Regions from separate parts of the Sus scrofa genome. Here region 1 is linked to region 2. The links are chromatin contacts, called in public Hi-C maps. All regions are on one chromosome and are shown on one strand. Each heading gives the region's core, a stretch centred on a gene start, on an enhancer-like site or on the middle of the called end of the contact. The rest is flanking DNA. Distances are from core to core; before and after follow the strand shown. Region 1 has its middle 530 kb from the start of KCNJ2. Region 2 holds the start of SOX9 (SRY-box 9).

The links. A called contact is a pair of places that touch in the nucleus more often than the background predicts.
Region 1: a Hi-C map of embryonic fibroblasts shows a contact between it and region 2, with 3 times the contacts expected there. The contact joins the enhancer-like site here to the promoter of SOX9 in region 2. A contact is called at or near these places in 14 of 47 Hi-C or Micro-C datasets (alveolar macrophages, brain, embryonic fibroblasts and 9 more).

Annotation. Positions count from the first base shown.
Region 1 is chr12:9,821,236-9,827,191 of Sscrofa11.1, reverse strand. No RefSeq gene overlaps it. Among named protein-coding and RNA genes, the nearest start is that of KCNJ2, 530 kb to the left of the region's middle. Within about 2 kb of position 3,476, at least 2 of the 83 cell types and tissues checked have an H3K27ac peak or open chromatin away from gene starts, as enhancers often do. A contact at or near this core is called in embryonic fibroblasts, where this site is marked.
Region 2 is chr12:8,644,461-8,650,251 of Sscrofa11.1, reverse strand. It overlaps SOX9 (SRY-box 9), which reads left to right and starts at 2,937. Exons shown (of 3, transcript NM_213843.2): 1 at 2,937-3,370; 2 at 4,322-4,575; 3 at 5,148-5,791. The coding sequence starts at 2,940.

The DNA.
Region 1 (5,956 bases), core at 2,227-4,726, 1.2 Mb before region 2:
ATTGTCAGGTGAATGAAATACAAAGGAAAAAATTGGACAGATTGAATTTGCATCTTAAATCTCAGAAGAAGATGCAAGTGGAGAAGATATGGCGGCCTTGAGATGTCAGGAGGGAGGAAGGAACTGAAAGGATGTTTGAAGGCACGTAGGTCAAGGACACAATCCATGGACTTCACAGCTTTGCTCTAGTCCTGCCTTGCTGACTGATATTATACAGGCTCTTTGATTTCAACTATATCCACTGTTCCTCTGGGTCAGGGAAAAACTGTGTCCCTGGGCTCTGAGCTAATTTTTTTGTAAATTACACCCTATTTTTCTCTACATAATAACTATGTCAAAAAAAGCTTGATTTTTATTTTTAAAAGTAGCGTACAAGATTGTTTGATGTCTGGGAGTTCCCATTGTGGCTCAGCAGGTTACAAACCTGATCAGTATCCATGAGATGCGAGTTCGATCCCTGGCCTTGATCAGTGGGTTAAGGATCCGGTGTTGCTATGAGCTGTGGTGTAGGTTGCAGATGCGGCTCGGATCCTGCGTTGCTGCAGCTCTGGTGCAGGGCATCCGCTGCAGTTCTGATTCCACCCCTAGCCTGGGAACTTCCACATACTGCAGATGCGGCCCTAAAAAGCCAAAAAAAAAAAAAAAAAACCCAATAAATAAATAAATAAATAAATAAAAGATTAAATTATGTCAGCCTGTATTAACAGATCTTACCTAACGACTCAGCTATTTCTGTTGCCTCAGAATGGCCTCCTTAGGGAACAAGGACTGGTCCTCCCAGCCGTCTTAAGACACTTAGGTTCTCTTTCCTTTTACTCAAACAGCACCGTGTCCTCACTGCAATCAGAGCATTCATTTCTATGTATATTATTCTTATTTACATGTGTTTTGCCCTTGCCTGTTGTGGATATATTTCGAGAAGACAGGGATGAGGTTGTGTTTATCAAAACAGCACAAAGATCCTCTCAGTAGCTCAGTGAACACACCCAATAACATTTGTGAGATGGGAGTTCCCGTCATGGCGCAGTGGTTAACGAATCTGACTAGGAACCATGAGGTTGTGGGTTCGATCCCTGGCCTCGCCCAGTGGGTTAAGGATCTGGCGTTGCTGTGAGCTGTGGTATCGGTTGCAGGCGCGGCTCGAATCCCGCGTTGCTGTGGCTCTGGCGTAGGCCAATGGCTACAGCTCCGATTCGACCCCTAGCCTGGGAACCTCCATATGCCACGGGAGTGGCCCCAGAAAAGGCAAAAAGACAAAAAAAAAAATTGTGAGATGAAAGCAAAAGAATGAATGAATGGGTTGCTTTATGATGATGTGCAGAATGCATGGGCATCTGGGATGCCTGACTAGAAAGAAGATGTGCTTTTGCTTTGCTTGCCTATAGGGCATTTAAGAGACATGCTTCTGGCACATTATACACCTCTCGGGATACAGAAGATGGGAGGGTTGAACATTCTCCTAGGATGTTGGGGCGGAATGTCTGGAAAGCTCTCATTTTATAAATAATCCACCAAATTTAAACCTTGTTCAAATGTTGAGAACGGAGAACATGCTTTTAGTGGTTGCAAGAGAGCAATGACCTCTAACATCTATTAATATTCTGCCAACGTTTGGTTACTAAATTTATCATCAAGGATAGATGTTATTTTCTGCACCATATAGAATTTTCTGTTAGAACTGGAACTAAATTTAGAGGAATAACATACAGAAGTATGTGTAGGCTTCACTCATATGTCTATAAAAATAAATACCATGCGTGCATGGAGTCACGTACTTAACGTGGGCCATTTTTTAATGTGGATAGGCCTCTGTTATTTTCACTAATGGAGGGGAGCAGAAACAGAGATCACTTAAAAATGATCCGTGGTTCTCTTTGCAAGGCAGTTTTAAACGTTAGGTGTTCTGTTTGTGTTGCTTTTGAAACCAACTTTAAGCAAAGTGATGAAGTCCCACTGAAGACAATTCAAATGGAAGCCGATCATTTTAAGATCCCCTCCTCTCCAATTCTGCCTCGGAATATCTGAACCTGTTCCATGTGGGGAAGAGGGAGCATCTTTTTCCCTCCAAATATTACACAGCATTGATTTATGACTCCAGTTCTTAGACTTGGGAAGCTAATGGGTCTTAGTTTTATGGGAACACCTTCATAACTTTAGTTAAAATAAGACTAAGTGAAGTATAAGGAGATGTTGACAAAATCAAGTCACAGCGAAGGTACTTTGTTACCTATTCTCTGTCCCTTGCGAGTCTCCTTGGTCTGAGAGCAGCTGTAGACCTCCCCTGGGAACAGGCTGGGCTGACTGGCAGCTGGGAAGCACCTGCTGGGCTGGGTTGGCGGTTATGGCTGGTGTCGGTTTTGATGGGACAGGGCATCTGTTTCTGATTGGTTGTTGCCCCTGATCTACCAGTTCTTAAGTATGTTCAATATCAGCCCTGGGAATAAATAACCACACTATATTCTTGATCCTTCTACATTTGTCTGTGTACGGAAGAAAGTCACCTTTCTCAGAATTTGGTTGAGTGAAGGTTACATTTGGCCAAGTCCCATATGGAGGCGAAAATGGTGCAAAGCACTATAAAATAGGTTAGATGCCTATGTTTTAGAATACTTTTAAGGAAAGTAGAGAGAGAATGGCAAACAGCACCAATTACTGATTCACAAATTTAAGTCGGTCAGGTAGGCGGTCCATTCATTCTAGGATTCCTTGGCAAACTGATGAGATCGATGATTTCCAAAAAAAGGATTCCAGCAGGAGGTGAATATCCTCTATTTAACGCTGGATTTTCGTTTTTACAAAGCATCCCTTTTTTCATAGGTAGCGTATGTGAACTTTCACCCCTGACAGTATTTGCAGAGAGTAAACAAGTGGGGTACGAATTAAGACTTCTTCCTATTTTCACTTCCTACCCTTGTCAGAAACACAAAATCTGGGGAAGAGGGAGGCATGAGGTTCGAGGAGCAGGAGTGATGATAACCGCGCATAGAACTGAATCCATCTCTACCTGACATCCGACATTCACTTGCAGAAATAAACGAGTAATGGCACTTCACAACTATTTTTTTTTTTTTTTTTTTTTTTTGTTTAAGTCTGGCTGTGAAGGTACGCTTAGTGGCTAGACACAGCTGGAAATAATTGGGAAACAGAGTACAGTGCAAAAGAGTTTAAAAACCACATGGTCTCAATGATATTTTCACAGTGCTCCAAGCAATTTTCTTCCGCAGTCAAATGGTTTCAAGACTCTCCAGCTCAAAATTACCTACAAAACGTAAATGCCAAAAAAAGGTAAACTGCAATGCATTAGGACAAAACAACTAGGAACCCTTGAGGAAATTCCTTGTCAAAATCGTGAATAGGACCCTCTGCGGCACAGCCAGCCTCTCACCCAAACTGCCGTGTCCCTCATCCACTGCAGGGAAGGGGAGGAGGTGACTCACGCATGATGTGAGACATACACTTGAGTCACCGGCCCCTGTTTATTTCTGCGGATGGTGGCAGGGAGGAATTCTAGAACAAGTCTCTGAAGGTCTTCATCTAAGCAAGTAACGGTTTACTATGAGAAAGCGTGTGTTGCAACACGCCAAACCTTCCTTTCAGGTGGACTTTGTGAGTTAATGGACGTGTGAGTCAAAGAAAGGCTTAGAACATCTTTCCCCATGATATGTACTCTCATGAGCCACCCAACTATCAACAATTCAGAAGTTAAAAAGTCTTATGCCTAATTTGTGCCTCTGCATGACAGATGGCTTCGGTTGAATTAGATTCTCTAGGGGCCTGATGCCATATATTTCTTAAATCTTCTGATCACAGAGTTCCCGATAGGGCACAGTGGGTTGAGAATCCAACTGCAGTGGCTCAGGGTGCTGCCGAGGTGCAGGTTCAATTCTTGGCCCAGCCCAGTGGGTTAAAGGATCTGGCATTGCCGCAGCTGCAGCAGAGGTCACATCTGTGGCTCAGATTCAGTCCCTGGCATGGGAACTTCTTTATGCCATGGGTTCGACTATTAAAAAAAAAATTCATGGAATGATGTCACGTGATACTATCATCTGCTAATATGTCAATCTTTTTTAGCTACTTAAATATATTAGCAGCTATTTATTTAACATAGCGCATATACAGATAACTTTTCTAAGCTCTTTCCAAATGAAATCATTTATACTTCATAAAAATAATGTATTATTATCATCGTACGCATGATAAGACCATCATATTTCAGACACAAGCAAACAGCACAAGATGATAGCTGTTTGTTGTTAGCTGGACTGGGATTTTTTTCATTTCCATTCTCTTTTAAAATACATGAAAAACAAACGTATCTGAAAAGAATGAACTAGTATAGGAGTTCATTATTTCTTACATTAAAAAATTAAAACTGGCGTTGTCGCAAACTCTCATTCATCTCTGAGAAAGCCAAATACAAAACCCTAAATATTTCCTACATTAAAATGTCTTTATATTTTGCCATGAAGCAAACAGGATAGGGATTTGGGGCTGGATCAAAAAACACTGGAAACTGATAATATAAGGAAGATTAAGATGCAAGAGACCCAGAAGCTACTGGTGGGTGTTTAAGATATGTAAGATGTTGGCAAAGCTTAGCAGCAGCGCACATGAACACAGCTGGAAAGATTTCTAAAGTTGTTCCCACTGGGCAGATGCTAGTTGAAGAAGCTTTTCAGACCTCTTTCTAAGAGCTTATATGCTTATAAGTAATTATAATCCACTTTAGTTTTCAAAGAGAGTTGAGAGGTTTTTAACTCCATCAAAAAGCTATTTCTCTGTATTCTCAACACTTTGGATGAGGGTAAGATTTTTACCAAGAAGTGATAAACTACCCACTATGGGTCATTTTGATCCCTTTCCTTTTTTGTAAATAAAGTTTTATTGAAAACCAGAGAGGCTCATGCATCATGAATTGTCTATGGCAGCGTTCGCTCTGCAACAGCGGAGCTCAGTAGATGCAACAGGGACTGTCTGGCCGCAAAGCCAAAAGTATTTTTGTCTGGTACTTTACCAAAAGGGTTTGCCAACCCTGGACCTAGATGATTGTGGCATATGTTTAAAAAAAAAAAAAAAAAAAAAAAAAAGAAGGAAAATAAAGAAGACAACTTAGGCCTTCACCTTAGTCAACAAAGGGAGACAGTTGAAATTTCATGCTCCTTTCCAGACAGTGCCCTGGTCCCAGTGGCATGCCATCTGTCATTGCACCATCATGACCATTATTGCAAAGGACATCTCTTTGGCCTAACTGCAGTAATGCCACAGACAGCATTTGCAGAAAGAAAAGAAAAGTTGCCAGAGTCTGTTAGTTTGAGATAACATTTTATTGAATCCTCATCCTATTACAGAATTTCAGCTCCCTGATTTCATCTCTGCCCAAACAGCCTAACTCCTTCGATGTTTTTAATAGGAGGTAATTATTTTTACAAGATTTTAAACAAATCTCTGTAGGATTCAAATATTTTTCAAGACTGTCATAGATGGTATATTTTAGGATAGAATCCATATTGAATTAGCTGCTTCATAAAAGAGATGTTAAAATGATTGAAATCATGGGAGAAAAATTATTAGTAGATACATGTAAGTGACTCATGTCAGCATCATCGCTTACCATTTAAATTGTGGCACAGAAAGGTTGACTAATATGAGGATTCAGGATGCTTTATCTGTAGCTGTGGGTATGAATTAGCCCTCTAGGACTTAAAATAGACTGGGGAACTCTGATATAAAAATGAGAGGGATGATCCAGAAGTCCTTGGACTCTTAATACTGAATGTCACCAGGTAGCTCAAGAGTCTGACAATTTCACTACCAAACAGCTCAGAAGAATTCTTGGGGGATGATACAATTATATTAGTAGCAACTAATTGTATAAACAATTTTGTTAGTATATACATTAAAAATTTGTAGGGCTCAAATCATAGACCTCAAAGTATCTACAGTATGAACATTTGAT
Region 2 (5,791 bases), core at 1,688-4,187:
CACGCATGAGAATTGGCGTGATCCTGACACGCAGAGCAGAAGGCAACGCTTGGCAGCTGGGAGCTGGGGGTCCTTGCGGTCTCAGTCTTCCCCGTTCAGTGCAGAATAGAAATCAGGCATCTTCAACTTTTTTTTTTTTTTCGATTCCCTATAGACACACACCTCCCAGTTCCCTTAACTGGGCTACCCAGAGGTGGATCCGCATGGGGGGGAATATCGAGTAGGAATTTCTGCCGAGATAAATCTCAGCAGCAAAGCAGTCCCGACTGAATGGCACACACCACCCCCCACCACCATCATCTACTTTTTTCTGCAGTTTTTGTGAGTTAGACAGTTTCTGGGCTTTTGGCGCCCCCTCTGGATACGGCTAAAAATGGCAACCCCTTTTTAAAGTCAAACGTTTATCAAAAGTTTTCAAAAAGAGACAAAAATACAAAAATTACTAGCATCAAACGAACAGAAAAGGTCTACAGACCGGTAGTTTATGACTTAAAAATGCTATGTATTACGTATCTCCTATTACACAGTTGCATTAAAAGAGATTTATATAGGTACTTATTTATCTTGACAAATAATTGTGAAATAGTCCAAAATACCTTAAAGTCACAGTCCTCTTCACTAATTTATGCCAATAAACATGGGAATTACAATAAAAAGCAGCTAAACACAGACAGTCTGGTTAAAACTTCTGCCCGAAGGTCTGGTCTATGAGTCCCCTCTTGGGTCAGGTGTCTGCCGATCACACAGTTATGCCAACAACTGTCCCCTCCTTAGGACGCAGAAATCAGTCCATACTAAGCGGGACTTTTTTCCTCCCAAGAAAGGACGACGTTGTTCTTATACTTTGCGAGAGTTTGCACGGAGTCATGAATACAAGGCTATTGTATGAGGTCTCGTAAACTCATAAACAAGCTGCAAGGTTCTAGCCCACATCCACTTGTGAGTTACATTCGTTCAAAAAGTAAATACTGTTTAACAAGTCTGTGACTTACTACCTCCTGAAGAGTTCCATTTCCTAGACCAAATGTCGACTTCTTCGGAAGAAAAGGAGAGAAAACGAGATTTAAAATTTTTCCTCTAAGAAAACATTCTCTGAAATCTTGCAATAGAGTCCGCAATTTGCAAATGAGAAATAAGCAAGTCTTTGCTGTAATGCGGGCCGATACACAATAACAGTCATTTAATTCGGAGGCGAACACTGGCGAGAGCCAGAAGGAGGGGAGGATGGGATTTAAAACTGTTTTCCACAGTTGTGCGTTTATTTGTGATTCTGAAGACATGTAACCCACAGGCGACTAAGATTTTTCTTCTCCCCCAGTACAGAGACCCAACCAGGCTCTAAGCGGTTCGTGTAAACACAAAGGTTGTGCTCAAATCACACTCGAAATACATCAGAGACTCCCTCACCCACTCCCCAGAACTCCCAAATGTCCACAAGTCAGAGAAGAGCCTACTAAAGTCGGGACGACCGGCGCTTCACCGCTCCAGGTGCTTTGTAAAAAAAAGGGGGGGGGGGAAAGCAGGCAAGCAGCACGACTCTACCGAAGTGGAGTGTTTTGTCTGCGGCGGTGCGCATTTGTTTGGCCTTTTTCAAACCAGTGACCGGCCTCAGCCTCGCGGCCCAGAACAGCCACATTTGCAAAGTTCGGTTTCTCAAAGCCAGAGCAGTACGCAAACTCTTTTCTGCGGCAGCTCTGCTGTCGTTCTGACTCGGCCAGAGGTGAAAAGCAGAACTTTAAAGCACTTGCCCTGTCACTGAGGAGCGTCGGCAGGGTGGGAGTCGCGGGGGGTGGGGTGGGGGCTGGAGAAAGACTTGTCGGAGTTCAAGGTCGGCGAGGCGCGGGACGGCCCCGCGAGCTCGCAACTACCGCGTTGCCGCGACCTCCAGCCTGAGCCGGGACCTAGCTTTGGTTTTCATTGATTCCCTTTGCAAGAGCGCAGCCGAATCCCAACCGGCCGCACCAGTCCCTGTGAAGCAGAGCATGTTAATCTGTTTATATGGATTATTACAGAGGAACAGCGGGTGTTGAGTCACCAAAACATTTGTTTCAAAAGACAATTTCTAAGCACTTTCGGAGGAGGCAAGCTCCAGGCGCGGAAACTGGGCTACGCTTTAAGGAGCTACAGTTTTTTGAATACTGCAAACTCCCCTGGCTTAGTCCCCAAGACCGCGGAGAAAGCAGTGAACAGAAACGCTTGGGGGTGGGGATAGATCCTAGTCTACACACACACACACACACACACACACACGCACACGCGCGCGCGCAGAGATTCGCGCGGAGACGGTACCGAATTCTGACATTATGAGAGTACAGCAAACTTACACACTTGTAGGTCCCGGGTCCCCGCAGCACCCCCCCCCCCAAAACCCGCCGGACCAGCGGCAGTGCTCCCCTCCCCGCTCCTCCCCTCCCCTCTAGTCACCCAGCCCAGAGCCACAATCCTCCCCCCCCCCACCAGACTGCGCCAATCAGCTGCCTGACAACCCCCGAAATGCCGTGCTGTGATTGGCTAGAGGTCCCTAAGGTGAGGGGGTGTATTTATTAAAGAGCCCCTGGGCTGGGAGTTGGAGAGCCGAGAGCGGAGCTTGAAACTGACTGGAAACTTAAGTGGCGCCGCGACTTGCCAGTTTTACCCCCAGGAACTTTTCTTTGCAGGAGGACAAGAGAAAGGGTGCAACCGCCCCCTGCTTTTTGCTCTCTTTCTTCTCCTCCTCCTCTCCAATTCGCCTTTCCCCACTTGGAGCGGGCAGCTGCGGGCTGGCCACCGCGCGCCTTCCTAAAAGCTCGCCGCTGCAGCCGAGTGACGCGCCAGGCTTCCCGGGAGCCGCTCGCCCCGCGTCCGGGCAGCCGAGGGGAGAGGAGCCCGCGCCTCGAGTCCCCGAGCGGCCGCGGCTTCTCGCCTTTCCCGGCCACCCGTCCCCTGCCCCGGGCCTGCGTATGAATCTCCTGGACCCCTTCATGAAGATGACCGACGAGCAGGAGAAGGGCCTGTCCGGCGCCCCCAGCCCCACCATGTCCGAGGACTCGGCGGGCTCGCCCTGCCCTTCAGGCTCCGGCTCGGACACAGAGAACACGCGGCCCCAGGAGAACACGTTCCCCAAGGGCGAGCCGGACCTGAAGAAGGAGAGCGAAGAGGACAAGTTCCCCGTGTGCATCCGCGAAGCCGTCAGCCAGGTGCTCAAGGGCTACGACTGGACGCTGGTACCCATGCCGGTGCGCGTCAACGGTTCGAGCAAGAATAAGCCGCACGTCAAGCGGCCCATGAACGCCTTCATGGTGTGGGCGCAGGCGGCGCGCAGGAAGCTGGCGGATCAGTACCCGCACCTGCACAACGCGGAGCTCAGCAAGACTCTGGGCAAACTCTGGAGGTAGGAGGGCGCGGCAGGGTGGGCTCCGCGGTGGCGGGGGGCGCTGGCTGCGACTGTCTCTTCGCGCCCCGCCTCCCAGCAGGAGGGAGTTGACGGTCCGAGAGCTGGCGGGGCGGGGCGGGGGGGGGCGGTTGGAATAGGGACGAGGTATAACTTGGCTCACAGTTTGACAAAGTTCTTGGATTGCTCTTGGGGAATGGGGGAGGGGTAGGTGGAACGGGGAGGAGCCGTGGCGGGGGTGGGGGGGAAGCCGGAGAAGAGGAGAACACTTGTAGGAGACGCGGGGGGGGGCGGGGGGCTGCCAGCCGGATCTCCCGCCGCTGCGAAGTTCAATCCCAAGTGGGGGGTTGGGGTGGGAATTGAAGTTTGCCTCTGTTTGCCTGAAACTGCCCTCTCTCGTGAAGCCCTACGTCCAAAGAGATGGGATGCAGGGTGGGGGGAGAAACCGAAGCTAGAGGGCCCCCTGGCAGGAAGGGGCGGGGGAGAAGAGAGGCTGCTAGAAATAGGTGGGGGGGGGCTGCCATGGCGGGGCCAGGAGGAGCTCCTTGCAGATTAAGTGGTTTTTTAGAAAGTTTTTAAAGGATGTTGGGGACGGAACGGGGCGGGGGGCGGGTATAACTCCAGTAGCAAAGGCCTGTAGAGCGGGAGCAGCGAAGAGCTATTTTCATCTTCAGGGCTTCCAAAATAGAAGAGAAGGGGAGAGGGCGGGGCGGGGAGGGACCGGCTCAGGTCCGACTAGAAGAACCGAGATTTTTTTTTTTCCTTTTTTTTTTTTAAGAAAAGTTTTGAGCTGCAGTAGCGGGTGGAACGTGGGGAGGAGGGACGACGGGGGCAGTGTTGGAAGAGGCCAAGTGGTGGGGGCCACTCCCCCTCCCGCGGATGTGACAGCTCGGCGGGTTTCACAGAGCCCCTCTCTCTTTTTCTCTGCGCCCCCCCTCACCCCGCCCCCAGACTGCTGAATGAGAGCGAGAAGCGGCCCTTCGTGGAGGAGGCGGAGCGGCTGCGCGTGCAGCACAAGAAGGACCACCCGGATTACAAGTACCAGCCGCGGCGGAGAAAGTCGGTGAAGAACGGCCAGGCGGAGGCCGAGGAGGCCACGGAGCAGACGCACATCTCTCCCAACGCCATCTTCAAGGCGCTGCAGGCCGACTCGCCGCACTCCTCCTCGGGCATGAGCGAGGTGCACTCTCCCGGCGAGCACTCGGGTGAGTCTCCTCCCGGCCCCCAGGCCAAGCCACCGCCGCCACCCCGGCCTGGCCCCGACCGGCACACCCCCAGGCCACCACCTGGTGGGCTCTGCTTAGGGACTTTGAGCTTCTCGGGAAAGGAAACTCTAACCGCTATGCCTAGTCCTCCTCCCCTCCCGGCCCAAGGCCCCAGAAATACCATGAACACACGCGCGCGCGCGCGCACCCCACCTTAATCCCAGCATCCTAACAGATTAATTTTATTGCGAGGTAAAATGCCTTCACAGCTTTCCAGGACCTCTCCCTTTTTCACTTGGCTCCCCCACCCCAAAAGCACACACAGGGCTCTTCTACTAGTAGCAATTTGGTCTTCCGGACCCTCGGGGCCTCAGACGCTCCCCTGATAAAAGGCGAAGGCCTAATGTGTACTGGCGGGTTAATCATTGGGCGGTTTATCTCGGGTGCAGCTCGCCTCCCTCGCGAATGCGGGACTCTGGAGCGAGGCGGGAGGGTCCCTGGAGGGTTCCTAAAACTAAAGCCTTGGCACAGCCCTGGTTGATTTCCCTGTGCTTCTTTCTCTTTGCCTGCAGGGCAATCCCAGGGTCCACCAACGCCACCCACCACCCCCAAAACCGACGTGCAGCCTGGCAAGGCTGACCTGAAGCGAGAGGGGCGCCCCCTGCCAGAGGGGGGCAGACAGCCCCCCATCGACTTCCGCGACGTGGACATCGGCGAGCTGAGCAGCGACGTCATCTCCAACATCGAGACCTTCGACGTCAACGAGTTCGACCAGTACCTGCCGCCCAATGGCCACCCGGGGGTGCCGGCCACGCACGGCCAAGTCACCTACACGGGTAGCTACGGCATCAGCAGCACCGCGGCGACCCCGGCGGGCGCGGGCCACGTGTGGATGTCCAAGCAGCAGGCGCCGCCGCCGCCGCCGCCCCCGCAGCAGCCGCCGCCCGCCCCGCCGGCCCCGCAGGCGCCCCCGCAGCAGCCGCAGGCGCCTCCGCAGCAGCCGCAGGCGCCCCCGCAGCAGCCGCAGGCGCACACGCTGACCACGCTGAGCAGCGAGCCGGGCCAGTCCCAGCGAACGCACATCAAGACGGAGCAGCTGAGTCCCAGCCACTACAGCGAGCAGCAGCAGCACTCGCCGCAGCAGATCGCCTACAGCCCCTTCAACCTCCCGCACTACAGCCCCTCGTACCCGCCCATCACCCGCTCGCAGTACGAC